Regions from separate parts of the Anas platyrhynchos genome. Here region 2 is linked to region 1. Evidence: chromatin contacts called from public Hi-C data. All regions are on one chromosome and are shown on one strand. Each heading gives the region's core, a stretch centred on a gene start, on an enhancer-like site or on the middle of the called end of the contact. The rest is flanking DNA. Distances are from core to core; before and after follow the strand shown. Region 1 holds the start of RAP1GAP2 (RAP1 GTPase activating protein 2). Region 2 has its middle 15 kb from the start of PAFAH1B1.

The links. A called contact is a pair of places that touch in the nucleus more often than the background predicts.
Region 2: a Hi-C map of subcutaneous adipose tissue shows a contact between it and region 1, with 2.2 times the contacts expected there. The contact joins the enhancer-like site here to the promoter of RAP1GAP2 in region 1. A contact is called at or near these places in 3 of 8 Hi-C or Micro-C datasets (liver, skeletal muscle and subcutaneous adipose tissue).

What each region holds. Positions count from the first base shown.
Region 1 is chr20:644,562-648,187 of IASCAAS_PekinDuck_T2T, reverse strand. It overlaps RAP1GAP2 (RAP1 GTPase activating protein 2), which reads left to right and starts at 1,677. Exons shown (of 26, transcript XM_072026034.1): 1 at 1,677-1,831. The coding sequence starts at 1,782. It overlaps LOC139999132 (a long non-coding RNA gene), which reads left to right. Exons shown (of 3, transcript XR_011804236.1): 2 at 125-390; 3 at 489-731.
Region 2 is chr20:749,286-753,221 of IASCAAS_PekinDuck_T2T, reverse strand. No RefSeq gene overlaps it. Among named protein-coding and RNA genes, the nearest start is that of PAFAH1B1, 15 kb to the right of the region's middle. Within about 2 kb of position 2,536, at least 8 of the 8 cell types and tissues checked have an H3K27ac peak or open chromatin away from gene starts, as enhancers often do. A contact at or near this core is called in subcutaneous adipose tissue, where this site is marked.

The sequences.
Region 1 (3,626 bases), core at 428-2,927:
CACCGGGAGCTCCCCGGCGGGCGGCAGCGGCTCTGAGCAGCCCAGCGAGGGGCTCCGCAGAGGGGCGGAGGGCTGAAAGCCAGAGGGGTTCGATGCGTTTAACGCTAGCCTGACATTTCCACAGGGGCTGCGAGAGATCTCACCCGCAGGGGTATTTGCTCGAGCTACGTAGTGCGATTTGCTGTCCCCCAAGGAGCTCCTGCTCTGCACCGCTCGCTGAGGACAAGCCACGGGGCTGAGCGGGGCTCCCTGCGGCAGCCTTGGGCCGGGAAATAACGGGGCCAAATCCGACAGCCTCACCTGGGTGTGCTGGCCCCAAAGGGAGACCCGCCTGTGATCGGTGTGGTGCTGGCAGTGCAAAGGGGAAAATGGGAGATGCCTGATACATTGGTGTGTGGTTCCTGTGAGACTATGCCATTTATTTATTTTTAAACCTCATCAGTTTATTTATTTTTTTTCCTAAAATAAAATTTATTTTAATTCCTTAGATCTCCCAGGCCTGCAGAACCAGGTGTGCTGGACCAGGGCGGGCTGGTTCCCTGGCGCCAGGGCAGAAGGGAGAACCTTGGCCTCTCCCACACCCGTTCTGTTCCCACCTGGCCCCATTGCTGCTTCCCCGCCTGGCCCCTGCCAGGGAGTAAGCGCTGGAGAGAAGCCGAGGGAGCACCGAGGGATCGGAGAAGGCTGCGGCCCTGCCCTGCTGGGGGCTGTGTAGGCCAGAGGGAGTGGGAGTGGGCTCACTTGCTCTCAGCCTCATTAAAATCTGTTGGGTTCAGTATAAACAACTGCCTTGTCATCATTTCAGACAAAGCGTCCAGCTCAGGACAAAGTTATTGGCCCTGCCACAGATGCTGCTCCCTGCAGCCCAGCAGGCTGCCAGCAGCTGAATGCTGTCCTGTCACTGCAGGTGCTGCTTCTGGGCTCTCCCCGAGGGAGGGTCACTGCCCACATGCACAAGACCCCGGCTGAATCCCCGTGTGTGACCCTGGGAGAGCCACAGCCTGTGCAGCCACCAGAACCCCGCACTGCTTTAGTGAGGATCAGCTGAGACAGAGGTGTTGATGTGCTCCAGGTGGGCTCAGCTCCTGCAAGAGCGGGACTCTGCAATTACTAATAAAAGGTACTTACTTGGGCTACTAATGCTACTTAATTTAAGTGAAGCTGCTGGATCGTGTACAACACCTGGCAAATGAGAACTTGCAAAATTTTGTTCTTACAAATCAGAAAAGTTAGGATGTAGGGACAGAACACGCCTTTTGTGAAACCACTTTCAGCGTGATTTGAATCTCCTTGAAATAACATCTAAAAGTAGTTCCAGTCCGTTCCCTGAGCACCAGGGGCCACCCGTAACCGCACCAGAGGGGGGCACAGCCGGGACCCCCGGGCTTTGCAGCGCTCGGTGGGGACTCGCTGAGCGCCGGCTCCGGGACGCACCCGTTCCCTGGGGGCCACGGGGGGGGGGGGGTGCGCGCCCCCGCTGCCGGTCCCGCGTGGTGCCCGCCTGGTGCCCGGGGCGGCCGGCGGGGAGCGGCCCTGCGGCTGCTTTACGTAACGGGGCCGCCGCCGGGGCACCGGGGCCGGGCGCGGGGTGCGGGGAGCGGCGCCAGGGGGAGCGCGCAGGGCCCGGCCGCTCCGCACCGCCCCGCACCGCCCAGCCCAGCCGCGGCGCTGCCTCCGCGCTGCCCGCAGCCGGGACCCGCACCGGGACCCGCACCGGGAGCGCCCCGGGGCTCCGCTCCCCGCCCCGCCTCGCCGTGCGGCGCCGAGCCCCGAGCGGTGACATGGCCTCGGGCAAGGCGGCGGGGGAGCGGCGCTGGGAGCTGGTGCGCTGGTGAGTGGGGCCGGGGGGGACGGAGGGGTCCCGGGCGGTGGGGGCCGCGGGAGGTGCCCGGGGGTCCCCGCTGGGCCGGGTCGGGTCGGGGGTCCCCGCGCACGGCGGGGGCGCACTCTGCGCGGTGGTCCCGGCTTGGGTGTGCGGGGCAGCCCCCGGTGCTGGGGCGGGCGGGGCAGGCCGGTGCTCTGCTGGGGGGGGGGCACCCAGCCCCTCCCGGCACCCCGAGGGTCGCGGAGCAGCCCCAGGCGCGGGGGGCACCGGGTGCTGGGATGGGGACGTGCCCCCGGGCAGGGAAGGGGCAGCCCCGGGTGGGGGGCGTTCGTTTGGGGCGCAGTGGAGGTAGAGGAGGGTCAGGGACCCAAAGAGGTTTGGTGTCCGGGGAAATGTCCCAGCCCGGCACGGGAGAGCTGGGGGGCACCGGCAGCGTCCTGGTCCCACGCACACCGGGCTGGTGTGGCTGCCCCCGGGATGTCTCGGGACACGCGTGGGTGTTTGGGGAGCATCGTGGCTGCTGCCGTGGGGCTGAAGGGGTCTGAGGCGGCCGTGGTGCGCGGGGACCCGCTGCTGCTGGGGATGGAGTGCTCGGAGCAGCTGGGACAGGCTGACATTGCAAACAAGCTTTCTCTGTATCTTTTGATTTTTAATTGTGTAGTTTGTGACGTCCAGAGCGTGTGACTTTTGAGCAGGGCGCTGTAGCGATGCCAGGCTGTGAATGGAGTGGCTCCGGGTGACAATGCCCTGCTGGTGACGCGGGAGCTGGGAACGGGCCCAGGGCTTGTCCCCATGTCCCAGCTGCGGCTGGGAGCCCCGCGAGCCTGGGCAACTGCCAGAGTGGGAACCATTGCAAGGTTATTCCACAGTGTTTTTTTTTTTTTTTTTAATTATTTATTTATTCTTTTTTTTTTTTCCTTTTATTTTTTTTTTTCGTTTTCTCCTCCCCTTGGCAGCCCAGAACACCTTTTCTTGCACACTTAGACACAAAATATTATAATGGCTGCTTTGCTTGGCTGTTCTGCCATCCCTCTTTTCCTTCTCCTTCCTTCCCCCAAATCCCTCTGGCTTTCCTGTCAGTGCTTTTGCAGCACTATTACGTGCAAGAGCTGTCAGGGAGCACTGGGACTGCACTGCCCTTGGTTCCTTATACCAAGAAACCCAGCAGGTCAGCTTGTCCTGGAGACTCACCAGGAGCCTCCCTGGCTTATTTCTGCTGGGGCTGCGCCCTCCTGATTGCCCTTTCCTCTCGGCTTCTGTTTGTCCCAATTAATGGGCACAGGAAGTGAAATTCCATGTGAGTGTGTGTGTGTGTGTGTGTGTGTGTGTCTCCAACCAGTGCTACAGAGGTTTTAAATAATTAATCACTTGCTGATGAAATTCCATATTCAGAGGCAGGCGTGTGAAGTGCAGCTGGCTGTGGGGAGGCAGGCAGCAGAGGTTCCCACTGAAGGATGGGAACAACTGCAGTTACATCTTGCTCACGTAATGGAGAACCCACACTTCTTTAATCAAAATAATAACCATTGATTCATCACTTGAATACTGTTTAATAAGCTTCAACATCTGGCCTGACATTCAGAACAATGTTAGAAAGGCATTAGTCTGCTCTGGGAGCTGGTAGCAGTGCTGGGGGCTCGGCGTGCCTGCGGGCAGGGCGGGGGGGATGCGCGGTGGCTGCCGGCCGTGCCCCCGCTTTTCTGTGTGTGGCTGTAGGAGTGGGGCTGGCTGAGGGGTGTCAGGGGGGCTGCAGCTGGCGGCAGCTCCATGGGCACTGGGCTTGGGGCACAGGAACCCCTGC
Region 2 (3,936 bases), core at 1,287-3,786, 100 kb before region 1:
AATGCAAGTTCTTTGGACTGCAAGGTCCCCAAGGTGAGGGTGCGCTAGTGTGTGTAAGTGCTAGGTACCTCTGGACATTGCTCGCACATGGAGGGATGTACAAGGAGGCTGCCTGGTCCCAGGTGTGCTGGGGGAAAGCAGTCACTCGTATTTCCCATCTAAGTACTACTAAGATTATGAGGAGCAGGAGTGCTGCAAAAATCATTTATTTGATGCTACCAAAGTATTCTGAAGACAAGAAGAGCTATGTAGGAGATACTATTTTAAATAATAGTTTCCTAATTCCTTGTGTGAATTCTAGCTAGGCTAGAAGAACATCTTGAAGCTAAACCTTCTAGACAACTTTTATTTTCTTTTGGTGAGGAATTACTCATTGCAGTTCTACTACACAAGTCCGTAATGTTGTCGCTGAGCTGCCAGCTCCTCAGGGCAAGATTTAAATCAAGTCCTCTTCTGCTTTTCTTTTTTCTTTCTTTTTTTTTTTTTTTTTTTTTATTAAATCAGGAAACTATTTATATTCATTTCAGGCTTTGTAATCTTTTCCAATCCACTGTTAAAAAATAACAAACAAAGAAAAGAATACCCAAAGCTGAATGTTGACTCTAAAACCCCTTTTCCAGCCTCCTATTTAATCAGCCTTGTGGCATATTAGAAAATAGATCATTTAGTTCCACTTCATTATTATGGGAATAAAAAAAAATCTTACAGTCAGGCTTAAAGCACCTAAATACCTAAAGCCACATTCTAATCTGTAAAGCACATGGGTGTAAAACAGGCAGGCAATTTTTCATTTCCTTGGGGCACCATTGTTTATGGTGACTGGCAAGGGCTTTCTGTATTTCATCAGGCCCTTTATGAGCACACTGCCAGGCACGTGAAGCTGCACTCGCTGCATTAGTGATCGTATGTGCCGTGGTACATCCATCCCAGCAGAAAATGGAAACGTGGCTGCTGAGGGGGGCAGTGGAAGGGCTGACCGAAGGAAATCTGCAATCATCAGCTACCATTTAGAAATACACAGGACATAACGTGACATACACTGAAATTAACATGAATTTAGTCTGCTGCCAGTGAAAGCCACTGCAATTGAAGTAAATTGTTAGTTTTACCCTTAAAAAGTCTTGTAAAGCACTCCCTTTGCCTAACCAGGAGATGGTCACCTGTCTGCTGGCAGGGTTTCTAGCCATCAGAGAACAGAGGGGCAGGAGAGGCTCCTAGGACATGGAGAAGACTCCCATCTTCTTGTCATAAACAACAAACAAACCTACAAACCAGCCTCTCCCGTGTTACAGACATTTAGAGCCGGGTTATGTGACACCCCTGATGGCACCTGGCTGGGCTCAATTACAGTCTGCGTTCCAATTGTATGTTCCCTCAGCAGCTTTGCCAGTGGCATCTGAGAATGTGAGATTGTTGATAAAAAAAAAGCCTCAAAGTACATTAATGACAAAGTGATAATATCTTTGAACTCATTTGGGTTTGTTTCTTTCACATGCTGTTCATCAACACTCTAAAATCAAAATAAACAAATGTAAATACTCCCTAGCTGAACAATGCTGGTAAAAAAAAAAAAAAAAAAACATCAATAGAGATTGAAGACAACTAAAATGGCAAAAAAATCTCTGGACTTATCTCGGACTTTTTGTTTTGAAATACGTAAAGCTGACCACTCCTTTCTTCATCTTCCCTCCTCTCCCCTCTTTGGGCACTGTCTCCATCCGTGCATACCACTGCGCTCACTGACTGCCCTCAGGAAGCCGAAGAAAAGCCCCTTCTGATGGCAGCGTTCTAACAGCAGCTACATTGAGATACAAGAAGGCGGCACAGAGTCCTGATCCCTGGATATTTCACAAACGCTCGAAGAAAAGACAATGGCGTTTCTGGACCTAGCCAGCACGAAGAACTCGTTATTTTTTTTTTTCATAATAAATGAATGTCAGGACTACAATTGCCCGGCTTGCTCTCTGTGCACCCTGCAGATTGTGGGTGTCCCCAGCTCTGCTGGGGGAGCTGCACGAGCACGCTGCAGGCAGGGGCAGGAGCGCTGGGCACCCCTGGGTGCCCCATGGGTGGGTGGCAGGGGCAGCAGCACCAGGCAGCGCTGCCAAGCCCTGAACTGGGAGCCTGCGTCCTGCCACCGACAAGCAGAAACTTGACCTGAGAAAGCCTTTCTCCCTCCAAGCTCCCTCGCACTGAACATCTCCCTCCCTGCGTACGGCCGGCGGGCGGGGGGCAAGGTGGGCAGCGGGTGTCGGGAGGCGAGTGGGGTGCCTGCGTCCTTGCTGTTTGCGGGCAGTGTCTGAGGAACGTGAGCCACAGGTAGTTATGGCAGTCACCGCTGCTACACAGCTGCGTGGTACGGGGCGGCCGGCGGCGTGCTGGCTGCGGGGCGGCTGCACGAGAGGCTGATTTCAAAACACAGACACGTAAGCGAGGCAGAAACCCCACCTCCACGTGATTGCCTGAGAGGGATCAAACGGGTGGAAACGCCACAGAGAGACACACTCCTCCCCTTGTTGCTGCCACAGCTGTGGTGGGGAGAGGGGGAGGAGAGCGGATGATGCAAGGAGCTTGGCAGCGCGCTCAGCAGGCGCAGGCTGCTCGCCTTCCAGAGAGAGGCAGCCGGCCTGGGAGAGGGCCTGGGAGCAGGGATGGCTGCTGGGCCTGGGAGCTGGGCACTGGGCCTGGGCCTGGGCCTGGGCACTGGGCCTGGGCACTGGGCGCTGGGTGCTGGGCCTGGGTGCTGAGCCTGGGCCGGCCTCTGCTCTTCCTCCAGCAGTGCCCAGCCTCGGCAGCCCGCCCGCGCCCACCGCGTCCGGCCGCTGCATGATTTACGCCAGCAATACCAGTTCCTAGTCACTTATTTGCAGAGCTCATTAAAAAGGGTAATTAAATGGTCATAGCGCCCCCAGCCTTAACCCTTTTTAGAAGATGAAGTGGGTAATTAGGCATTGTTAGCTCCGTTTTGCATCTATGGAAACTGGCGAGAGGCTAATGCAAGGTCATGGGGCTACTCGGAGTCAACTCTGGACAATAACAGACCAGTTACTGACTCTTTCACCCCAAAATATTGGGGTGTTTTTGTTAATTTCAAGGAATTATACATCAAAACTGCTATTCCTGTCCTATCACTGAGAAATCTCCTACATAGCGGCATTGCATGATCTGAATCAAGCCTTTGAGAGCTGGAAATGAACACTCGCCTTCATTATTGCATCTGCCAGGTGAGACAACCACCTACTCTCCATACGAGCTGGTATTTGTGTGATGTAACCAACTCTTCTTACAGCCCTCCTCTTGTACCAGTCCACAAGGAAGCAGTCAGCTGTGACGAATCTGATACCTGCCCTGTGGAACTGAGGTTTGAGTTATTAATTGTAGCTGCCTAGGTACAGCCACAAAACCCTGCAGCCTGTTCTTTGTACGAGTTTTTCATTCACGCTCACTGCAGCAGCAGTGCTGAGATTTCAGACAAGACTGTACCGTGAGCACACCGTTCGTGAGTCACTGGATACTGCAGTTCAGACTGCTGTACCCTTCGAGCTATATATAGACCTATTCCTACAAACTATTATCTCACTTTTGGCCAGTCAGCGTGCTTCATTCATAACTGTTTATCTTGCCCTAACCGGCAGCCTAAAGGTGGAATGCTATTTTCAGACTGTGAGAGGAGCTTAAAGAAAGCTGAATTTTTAAACACTCTCCTTTCCCTCATTTTCAAAATAGCACGCAAGATACTAAAAATTGAAAATCTCTATTTTTTCACAATATGTGTACAAAACTGACATGAATTTTCTCTACTTGCTTGTCTCAAACTGATTGCTAAGGAGTGGAAAAGACTTCAAATGTTTTCAATTTTAGCTCCACTCCTATGGAGGACAAACAAGGCCTAATAAAAGACCACTTCGTGCAGGGACCTCTGGCCAGTCACCAACG